Linked DNA regions of Pan troglodytes: region 1 is linked to region 2. Evidence: chromatin contacts called from public HiChIP or PLAC-seq data. All regions are on one chromosome and are shown on one strand. Each heading gives the region's core, a stretch centred on a gene start, on an enhancer-like site or on the middle of the called end of the contact. The rest is flanking DNA. Distances are from core to core; before and after follow the strand shown.

The links. HiChIP or PLAC-seq counts read pairs in DNA pulled down with a chosen protein or histone mark.
Region 1: an H3K4me3 HiChIP or PLAC-seq map of stem cell-derived excitatory neurons shows a contact between it and region 2, with 2.7 times the contacts expected there. The contact joins the promoter of SMIM45 here to the promoter of SREBF2 in region 2. A contact is called at or near these places in 1 of 7 Hi-C or Micro-C datasets (stem cell-derived neural progenitor cells) and 1 of 1 datasets of contacts at active chromatin or transcription factors (stem cell-derived excitatory neurons).

Annotation. Positions count from the first base shown.
Region 1 is chr23:43,942,465-43,947,136 of NHGRI_mPanTro3-v2.0_pri, forward strand. It overlaps SMIM45 (small integral membrane protein 45), which reads left to right and starts at 2,571. Exons shown (of 2, transcript XM_054675571.2): 1 at 2,571-2,875.
Region 2 is chr23:43,824,192-43,829,133 of NHGRI_mPanTro3-v2.0_pri, forward strand. SREBF2 (sterol regulatory element binding transcription factor 2) reads left to right here and starts at 1,956. Exons shown (of 20, transcript XR_010156033.1): 1 at 1,956-2,273. It overlaps CCDC134 (coiled-coil domain containing 134), which reads left to right. Exons shown (of 7, transcript XM_016939293.4): 7 at 1-1,080.

The DNA of each region.
Region 1 (4,672 bases), core at 1,321-3,820, 120 kb after region 2:
CTGAGGCCCTTAGAGAGTGGTGGGCTGGGAAAAGACTTTGGACTCTGGTGGGGACTTTCCAGGAGGGGCCGGGCTGAGACCCATTGGGTCAGCATGTGCTGAGTGCCTGCCCTGAGGACCCTGGTCCCAGAGGGGCCAAACTGCTTCAGGGAGTTACCACTTGTAACAAGAGACAGGGCACTGCAGTTGGGGAGGCCATCGGGGAGCAGCCAGGAGCAGCAGGAACCCAGGGGAAGCTGCTCTGTGTCCCTGGGGAGCCTGCACTCCACTTCACCGGGGCGGTGATCATTGGCTGAACAGAAAGTAGTTGTGTTTAAGATCCATACATGATGAAGGGTAGGGATGGGGAGGAGGCCAGATAGAGGCCTGGAGGTTCTTACATCCTGAACACCCAAGCTGGCAGGGTCATCAGAGTCCTCTGGGCCAGCATTTTTCAAATCGGCTTCTGTGGAGCCCTGGGGAGATGACTTGGGGTCCTGTGAGAGACAGGGGGGATTCCGAGTGGGTGGGGTCCAGAACCCCCACCCCCACCCAACCATTGAACCGAAGCAACCTCCACTTTATCTCTGTTATGTATTGAGCTTCCCATAAGCTTTTGTATGAATAAGGAATCAGTGGCTAAAACAATGCCGACAGGCCATGGATCACATACTTTACAGATTTATTGAGGCATAAGGGACACGTATAATCAACTACACTTATTTCAAGGGTACAATTTGATAAGTTTGACATATGTATATACTTAAGAAGCCACCATCACCATTAAGAGCCTGAACATACCTTCACCCCAAAAAGTTTACTCCTGCCCCTTTGTGATTCTTCCCCCAACTCCTCTGCTCTCCCACCCCAAAATGTTAAAAAGCACTTTGGCCAGGTGGTGGCTCACGCCTGTAATCCCAGTACTTTGGGAGGCTGAGGCAGGAGGATAGCTTGAGGCCAGAAGTTCAAGACCGGCTTGGGCAATATGGCAAAATCTTGTCTCTACAAAAAGTACAAAAATCAGCTGGGCATAGTGGCATGCATTTGTGGTCCAAGCTACTCGGGAGGCTGAGGTGGGAGGATCACCTGAGCCCAGGAGGCAGAGGTTGCAGTGAGCCATGATCACACCACTGTGCTCCAGCCTGAGTGAAAGAGCAAGACCTTGTCTTAAAAAACAAAGCAAAAGGCCAGGCGCAGTGGCTCACGCCTGTAATCCCAGCACTTTGGGAGGCCGAGGTGGGCAGATCATGAGGTCAGTAGATCGAGACCATTCTGGCCAATATGGTAAACCCGCCTCTACTAAAATACAAAAAATTAGCCAGGCATGGTGGTGCCCACCTGTAGTCCCAGCTCCTCGGAAGGCTGAGGCAGGGGAATCGCTTGAACCCGGGAGGTAGAGGTTGCAGTGAGCCGAGACTGTGCCACTGCACTCCAGCCTGGCGAACACAGCGAGACTCCGTCTCAAAAAAAACAAACCCTCTGTGAACTCACAGTCACCCCCCAGTCCCACATATGCTGGAAAGGACCCGTCATACCTGAAGAGCCCCTAGATGGCGCAGAGGTGTCTGTGGTGGGGGACCTAGGTCCTGAAGCCACCTCACCCAGAGGCTTTCCCCCTGCCCATCCCCAGGTTTCTGGGAACGGATTCCCTAGGGAGGTGGTTCCTGGAAGCCTCTTCCCAGCCACGCCCTGTGGGCCCTAGGGGGCTGCTCTCTCCCTCCTGAGACAATAGCCCTCAACACGTGGCAGATACCTTGTCTATGGCATAGGGGGAGGGGGAGGATCCATGCTTGGGAAGGTGGACCCCACCCCCAACGTCAGCTCTTGGCTTTGAATTCCAGCTCAGTCACTGAGAAGCTGAGGGCTCTGGGAGAAGGAGAAGGCCAGCAGCATCACCTCTCTGCCTCATCCCAAAATGGGGTCTCAACACCAATCCAGCTGGGAGGACTGCAGGAAGTGATGTTGGGGCCAGCTGGAAGATGGGAGTGCTCAATGCCTGTGCTGGCTGTACACCAGCCAGGGGTGCTGTGGGGTAGATGAGGCAGAATGGGGAGGGGGAGCCATTTGCAAGGGTCCTGAAAGCCAGGCTAGGGCTCTGACCCTGGCACTGCTACTTTCTTGCTGTGTGACCATGAATAAGAATTAATTGAGTTAATATAATCAAAGCGTTGAAAACAGTGTCTGGTGCATAGGAAATGTTACATTGAGCCAATGTGTCTGAACTCTCAGACTCAGTCTTGGTTTTTCCTTGTATAACATATGACCCCCTTGAGCTCTACTGGTCACTGATTCTCTGTCCCCACCCGCTTGCCAGTTACCCCAGTATCTCCCTGCTCCCCAAATGGCAGACCATCAGACCCTTAGAGTTATCAGCCACGGTCCTCTCCTCTCTAGGCCCACCAGGCTTGGGGTCCTGCAGCCTGCTGGGTGATTCGCCCTCCCCGCACTCCCCCAATCCTGCCGCTCTGTCATCTGCTGTACCACGTGCACAGTACCAGGGATCCAGAAGAGAAGGCTGGTTGCCAGGGCAACGGAAGATAAAGCCCTTGCTCTGCCAGGCTGCTGATTGGCTGAGACAGGTCCCACCTCCTGCCATCCTGAGAGTGGGGGCTAGGGGGAAGGGTCTCTGATGGGCAGGGAGAGATACCAGGGTGCTGAGTCAGTCCAGGACTGCCCCCTCCTGGCCCACTCAGAGCCCCCGGGTGTGAGAAGCTCGTCTCCCGTGGGTTGCATTGGCCCTGCCCTATCTCTGCCTCCAGCACCCAGGGCGGCCGCAGATGGCAGTGTCTCTGGGGACAGCAGCTGCGAATGAGTCCACGGGCCGACGCTGAGCTGCTCAGGCTGAGGCGGTGTGCTCAGCACAGAGCCCCCGGAACTGGCATCTGCAGGGCGTGAGGTGGGTCTTTGGGCACACGGAGGGCACCGAGTGGTGCCAATGGCTTGGGAGGTAGGGAGAGGGGCTCTGCAAACTCACACTGTCTCAGGCAGCACATTGGCTTAAATGAGGCTGGAAAATTCCATATAGATCATCTGGTAACCCCATCCCCACCCTGTCACTGTGCACAGGGGACCCTGAGGCCCAGAGAGGGTGAAGAAGGGGCCAAGATAACACAGGAGGCCAGTGAGTGTGTTGCTTTTCCACCTAGGTCAGTTCCCTGAGAAATCAGGAAGAGACCACGGGGTCCTCAGTCAGCCTCAGAATGCCTGGGATTTTGTGCACAGGGCTGGAGAGGTTGGGGGACCTTGATCTCTATTCCACATCCCCCAGCATTGCAGCTGAAATGGCTTCTGTTCTGCCCCAGCCCTCCATTCGCATGTTTAAGCTGGAAGGAAACTGGGGGCCTGGCTGGGCCTGGATAGGGGGCATGAGTCACCTTGGACACAGTTAAGTCACACAGGGAGCAGCCTCCCTGCCTGAGGTGCTCCTTCCCTACGTTCACCAACCCTGGCAGCACCAGACAATCCTGCACTCTCTCCAGCTCCCCAGAAAGGCAGCTGGTTAAAAGGTGCTGGGTCCTACACGCTCCCCTGCCCTGGCTGCACTAGTCACTTTGGATAATCAGTGCACTCTTCATTTTATTCCTTCACAAATAGGGCACTTTAAGACAATGTCGGTGCCTCAGAACAGCCAGTGAGGACCTTTGGGGTAGGAGAGGGGCTCCGGATGGATGCAGGACCAGGAAACAGCATCTTTCCCTCCCCTGGGGCCACAGCTCCCCTAACAGGCCCACCTGGGAGTAGAGAGACAAGAGGAGCTGGAGTCTGGAGACGGAGGTCAAAAGAGTGAGGGCTTCTCTCTGACCTACCTGGAGTTCTTTCCATCCATCCCCCTGCTTCCCTCCCCAGAAGCAAGGTGGGCATCTGCTCATTTCATCCTGCTCAGGTGCCTTTCCCTCCCCTGGAGGACGCAAGCCTCAGGGCATCGCTGGGGTTTGGCGTCTAGCTCTGCCACTTTCCAGTTGGGTAAGCCAAGGCAAGTTAGTGAGCCTGTCTGGACCTCAGTTTCTTCATCTGTAAAATGTGGATAGTGACACTTGCCCCATAGGCCTGTTGTGAGGTTTGTGGAGGAAGTCAAAACAGTGCTCTACCTGCCGGGCAGGCAGAGGTGGGCTCCTCAAGTCACACCTTTCTTATAACTAGGGAAGGTTGGGGGTGGGTTCAATAGGCCCTGCATCATCCTATCCCTGGAGGAGATGATCTGTGATCTGTGATCTGTTTTTTTTTTTTTTTTTTTGAGATGGAGTCTCGCTCTGTTGCCCAGGCTGGAGTGCAGTGGCGCCGTCTCGGCTCACTGCAAGCTCTGCCTCCGGGGTTCACGCCATTCTCCTGCCTCAGCCTCCCAAGTAGCTGGGACTACAGGCACCTGCCACCACGCCTGGCTAATTTTTTGTATTTTTAGTAGAGACGGAGTTTCACCGTGTTAGCCAGGATGGTCTTGATCTCCTGATCAAGTCTCAAAAAAAAAAAAAAAAAAAATAGAGAATGGTAACAAGTACCCAGGTGATAGAGCTTTTGTGTCTGCTGAATGAGTTAATTTATGTAAAATATTCAGAACCAGTGCCTGGCACATAACAAGTGCTACACAGTAAGTTTGTTCTTATTCTCTGAGCCTCAGTTTCCTTATCTGTAAAATGGGGATAGGAATAGCACCCACGTCCTAAGGGTACTTTGAATTTTTTTTTTTTTTTTTGAG
Region 2 (4,942 bases), core at 706-3,205:
AAGCTGGCCAAGCTGGTCTCGAACTCCCGACCTCAGGCAATCCGCCCACCTCAGCCTCCCAAAGTGCTGGGATTACAGGCGTGACCCACCTTGCCCGGACTCTCTTTGTATTTTTTCTTTCTTTTTTTTGAGACAGAGTCTTGCTCTGTCTCCCAGGCTGGAGTGCAGTGGCATGATCTCAGCTCACTGCAGCCTCTATCTCCCAGGTTCCGGCAGTTCTCCTACCGGTTAGCTGGGATTACAGGCATGCGCCACCACACCCGGCTAATTTTTGTATTTTTAGTAGAGACGGGGTTTCACCATGTTGGTCAGGCTGGTCTCCAACTCCTGACCTCAAATGATCTGCACACCTCGGCCTCCTAAAGTGCTGGAATTACCGGTGTGAGCCACCGCGCCTGGCCAGATCCTTATTTTTTCAACTGCAATACAGCAGTATGCAAGGCACTTACTGTATGCCAAAGCTTATGCCGAGAGCTGGCTGCCAGCAGCTCCTCCTGCCTCGAGGCCTTTGTCCATGTCATCATTTCCCCTTTGGCTGTAACAGCTGCAGTTCTCTCATAATTTTAGGTTTCATCTTAAATGTCACTTCTTCAGAGGCTTCTTGACAGCACAAGTCAGGGCCCTTGTTAGTTTCATCACATCCATTACCTTTCCTTGATCACTTGTACCATCATCTGTAATTTATTTTTATGTTTAATACGGGTGTGGGATTTCTGATTTTTTTTTTTTTTGCTAGACTGGAAGCTCTCAGAGGGCAGGAACCATTTGTTTCCCTGCCACAGAGATGTTCAATAAATATTGTCAATTGAATGTGCAAATAATCTCACTTAACCACAGCTATGAGGGATGCTATTTTATCCCCATTTTAGAGATGACTAAACTGAGGCTTAGAACAATTAACCCAAGGTCACAGTGAATTAGTGGATCCATGTGTCTGCCTCCACACAGCCTGTGTGTTCTTAATTATTGATCACTAAGCAACAGCTGCCTCTCACAAACTGGCAGGAAACTTACTTTTCCCTTTTATCAATATATTGTGAACGCCTTTTCTTGCTAATAAATATACATTTGTGTGCGTAATTTTTAATGATCCCATGGTATTCCATCGTGTGGATGTAATTTACATATTCATTTCCTTATTCTCACTTCTTCCTAGTTACAGCACTTCTTTAAGCACTTGTAATTTTTATTCCTTTGGATAAATTCCTAGAAGTTTACAACACGACCAGCTGCAAGATGGGGCAGTGAGGTGCTTGAAGGAGTGGGTGGGCTGCACTTCAGAATCCCGGTGGAACTTTTTCAAAAAACTCGTGCCCGGGGCCCCCCTCTCAGGAGGCCGTCGGTGGGCCTGGGCACTGGCGTGGTTTTCAGGTCCTCAGTGGTTCCGAGGTGCCAGAGATTGAGGACCACTGGAGTAAGCGCGAGGTCACGGCGGGTGCAAAGCAGAAGACGTAAAATCCTGACCGCCCTGGGACAATCTGCAACCTTGTCAAGCCTCCGTGCCCGCCTTTGTAAGGAGGCTGGGAGAAGCGGGACTTGGATGACCCGGACTCCCGTCCCGAGCGCTGGGGTCCAGGTTTGACTCCGCTGGCTTTCTCAGGCGGGCAGGGCGGGGGTAGGCAGCTGGGAAGATGACGTAATGTGCTCCCAGCCAGGGCTGGAGGCGGCCAGCGGTCGCAGGTGGAGGGTGGCCTGTTAACCCTTCACTCCCAGGCCAGTGGACGGACTTGCGTGTGGCGCAGATCCAACGGAGAAGGCAGCGGCTCCTTTAAACAAGGCGGAGAAGGTTAAGATGATGACCGGACGGCTACTCCAGGCATTCGCTCCGAGGCCGCGGGGGGAGGGACCTCACTATGCAAATCTGAGCTGCTGATCGATGACGCGCCATCACCCCACGCACCGCTTCGCTCGCCCATTGGCTGAGATGAGCCTGGTCCCATTGACAACAAACAGGGGGGCGCGCGGCCTGGAGGCGGGGCCGCAGGGGGCGCGGGCTGGGGCGGGGGAATCCCGCCCCGCCCTTTCGGTGCGGCGCCCGGGCGCAACGCAAACATGGCGGCGGGTGGCACCCGTCGGTGAGGCGGTGCCGGGCGGGGGTTGTCGGGTGTCATGGGCGGTGGCGACGGCACCGCCCCCGCGTCTCCCTGAGCGGGACGGCAGGGGGGCTTCTGCGCTGAGCCGGGCGATGGACGAGAGCGGCGAGCTGGGCGGTCTGGAGACCATGGAGACCCTCACGGAGCTGGGCGACGAGCTGACCCTGGGAGACATCGACGGTGAGTGGTGGGTGGGTGGGAGTGCGGGGGCCGCGCGGGGAGGAAGGGGTTACGGCGGCGCGCCCGGGTGCGCGTGCGCCCACCCCCCGACAGCCCCGGCTCGCGCGGGAAGAACCCCGTGCGCACGGTGCCCCCGGCGGTCCTCAACCCTTCCGGCGCTGCGAGCGTGAGCCCGACCCAGCTGCGCCGCTCCGGGAGGCCGTGGGATCTGGGGCGCCGCGGGGCCGAAAGCGGCGCGAGGGTCGCGGGTTCCAGAGCGCGGGGCCAGGGACGTCGCGGGGGCGTCTCAGGGAGCGGCCTAAGGAGAGCGCGTGGCCGCCGCCTCCCTCGCGCGCCCACACGCGGTTTCCGTGGTCCGCTCTCCCGCCGCCCGCGACCGCGCGTCGCACCTGTCACTCCCTTCCTGGCCGCGGGGGCGTCTTTGGGATTCCCGGGGCCCAGCCCCCAGTCTCCGCGCCCCGAATCCCTGGGCTTCTCAGGATTGACCGACGGCCAGGTCGCCGGGTGCTCCGCGAAACTTTGGGCAGCGACTGCAGGAGCAAGTTGCTGATGAAGAGAGCAGTGGCGGCGGAGTGTGGACACATCTCTCCGGGATGGAGACCCGGGCGCTCCTGCTGTCATGCTGCAAGGGGAATTGAGCAGAAGGAATTTTGAGTTGTGGCCCCTCGGGTACGGGCTGGGGAGCGGGTGGCCTTTGTTCCAGCGCCTTAACAGCGGAATGGAAGAGCTGGTAGGAGCCCAGGGATCCACTCTTAAAATACTAATTTTGCGACCACGGGAACCACGATTTGGAGAGGGTCAGCGGCTTGCTCAAGGTCACCCAGCTGGTTAGAGCCTAGTTCTTGCAGTTCCTCGGCCAGTATTGGTTTTTTTATACCCCTCCTTTCAAGAAAGAGTCCAGTTGACTAGGCTAGTAATCTTATTAACTGGATAGTTGCACTCTTATGTTTAGGCCCCAAAATGCTTTGTATTATTTCACTTCTTCCTCACAACAATCCTGTGAGATACTCTTATTACCTCTATTTTAATACGGTAATTAAAGAAGCCGAGGCCAGGAGATGTTGACTTATCTAAGGCCACTCACCTTAGAGAGCTTAGGCAGAAACACAGGTGCATTGTACTTTTCAGTTTTCAGAATGCTTTCCTGTCCAGGATCTCACTACAGCCTTGCAGGCATGTATGATGGCTACATCCCCGTTGTGCAGATGAAGAAACAGAAGCAGCAGAAGATTCTCTTTTGGGGGAAGAGATAAATGCAGCAGCTAATTGAAAAGGATCTGTTTGCCATTTTCCCATTTTGCTTTTGTAATATTTCTCCCCTTGGTTTGTCCTTGATTTCCATTTTGATCATGTGGGCAGTGTGATAAGACCCTTAATTGAAGCCCCAGTTCTAACCACAGACTCTTTGCTAAGTGCTTCTAAATACAGAAATGGGTTAACAAATGGGGGATGGGGTAGGTGGGGGTTGGGAACATAGCAAGGGCAGCTAACATGTTTTGAGAACTTCTGTGCCAGACGGTGTTAAACAGTTATACACGTTAATGTTCTCAATCTTCCTAACAACCCTGTCAGGTAGAGAGAACTGTTATACTTGTCATCTCCCTCTCACAGATCCTGAAAGTGAGGCCCAGGGCGGTTCATTAATTTACTGAAGATTACACAGCCAGTAGAAAGTACTGTATATCTATAGCTGCCTACCTGCAAGGGCACAGAAAGAAATTCATGTGCATTTTGCATTCCTATTCCATGATCAATTCCTATTTGTCTTATTTTGTTTATCTGATTTTTAAATTTAAATTTTTATTTATTTAGTTATTTTTTGAGACAGGGTCTCATTCTGTCACCCAGGCTGGAATGCAGTGGCACAATCACAGCTCACTGCAGCCTTGACCTTCTGGGCTCAAGCAATCCTCCCACCTCAGCCGGGAGGCTGGGACCACAGACGCATGCCACCACACCCAGCAAATTTTTTGAATTTCGTAGAGATGACGTCTCACTATGTTGCCAGGCACAAACTCTTAGGCTCAAACGATCCTCCTGCCTCGGCCTCCCAAAGTGCTAGGATTACAGGTGTGAGCCACCTAAATTTTTTTTTTTTTTTTTGAGACGGAGTTTCGCTATTGTTGCCCAGGCTGGAGTGCAATGGCGCGATCTCGGCTCACCGCAACCTCCACCTCCCGAGTTCAGGCGATTCTCCTGTCTCAGCCTCCCGAGTAGCTGGGATTACAGGCATGCGCCACCACGCCCAGCTAATTTTGTATTTTTAGTAGAGACAGGGTTTCTCCATGTTGGTCGGGCTGGTCTCCAACTCCCAACCTCAGGTGATCCGCCCACCTTGGCCTCCTAAAGTGCTGAGATTACAGGCATGAGCCACTGTACCTGGCCGAGCCACCGTGCCTGGCCGAGCCACCTAATTTTTTTTAGAGACAGTGTCTGGCTGTTGCCCAGGCTGGAGTGCAGTGGCACAATCATAGCTCACTGCAGCCTTGAACTCTTGGGCTTAAGCAATCCTCCCAGCTCAGCTTCCCGAGTAGTTAGGACTAAGGCATGTGCCACCACACCTAGCTAATTTATAAATATATGGTAGAGCCAGTCTCACTGTGTTGCCCAGGCTAGTCTTAAACTTCCAGGCACATGCAGTCCTCCTGTCTTGGCCTCCCAAAGTGCTG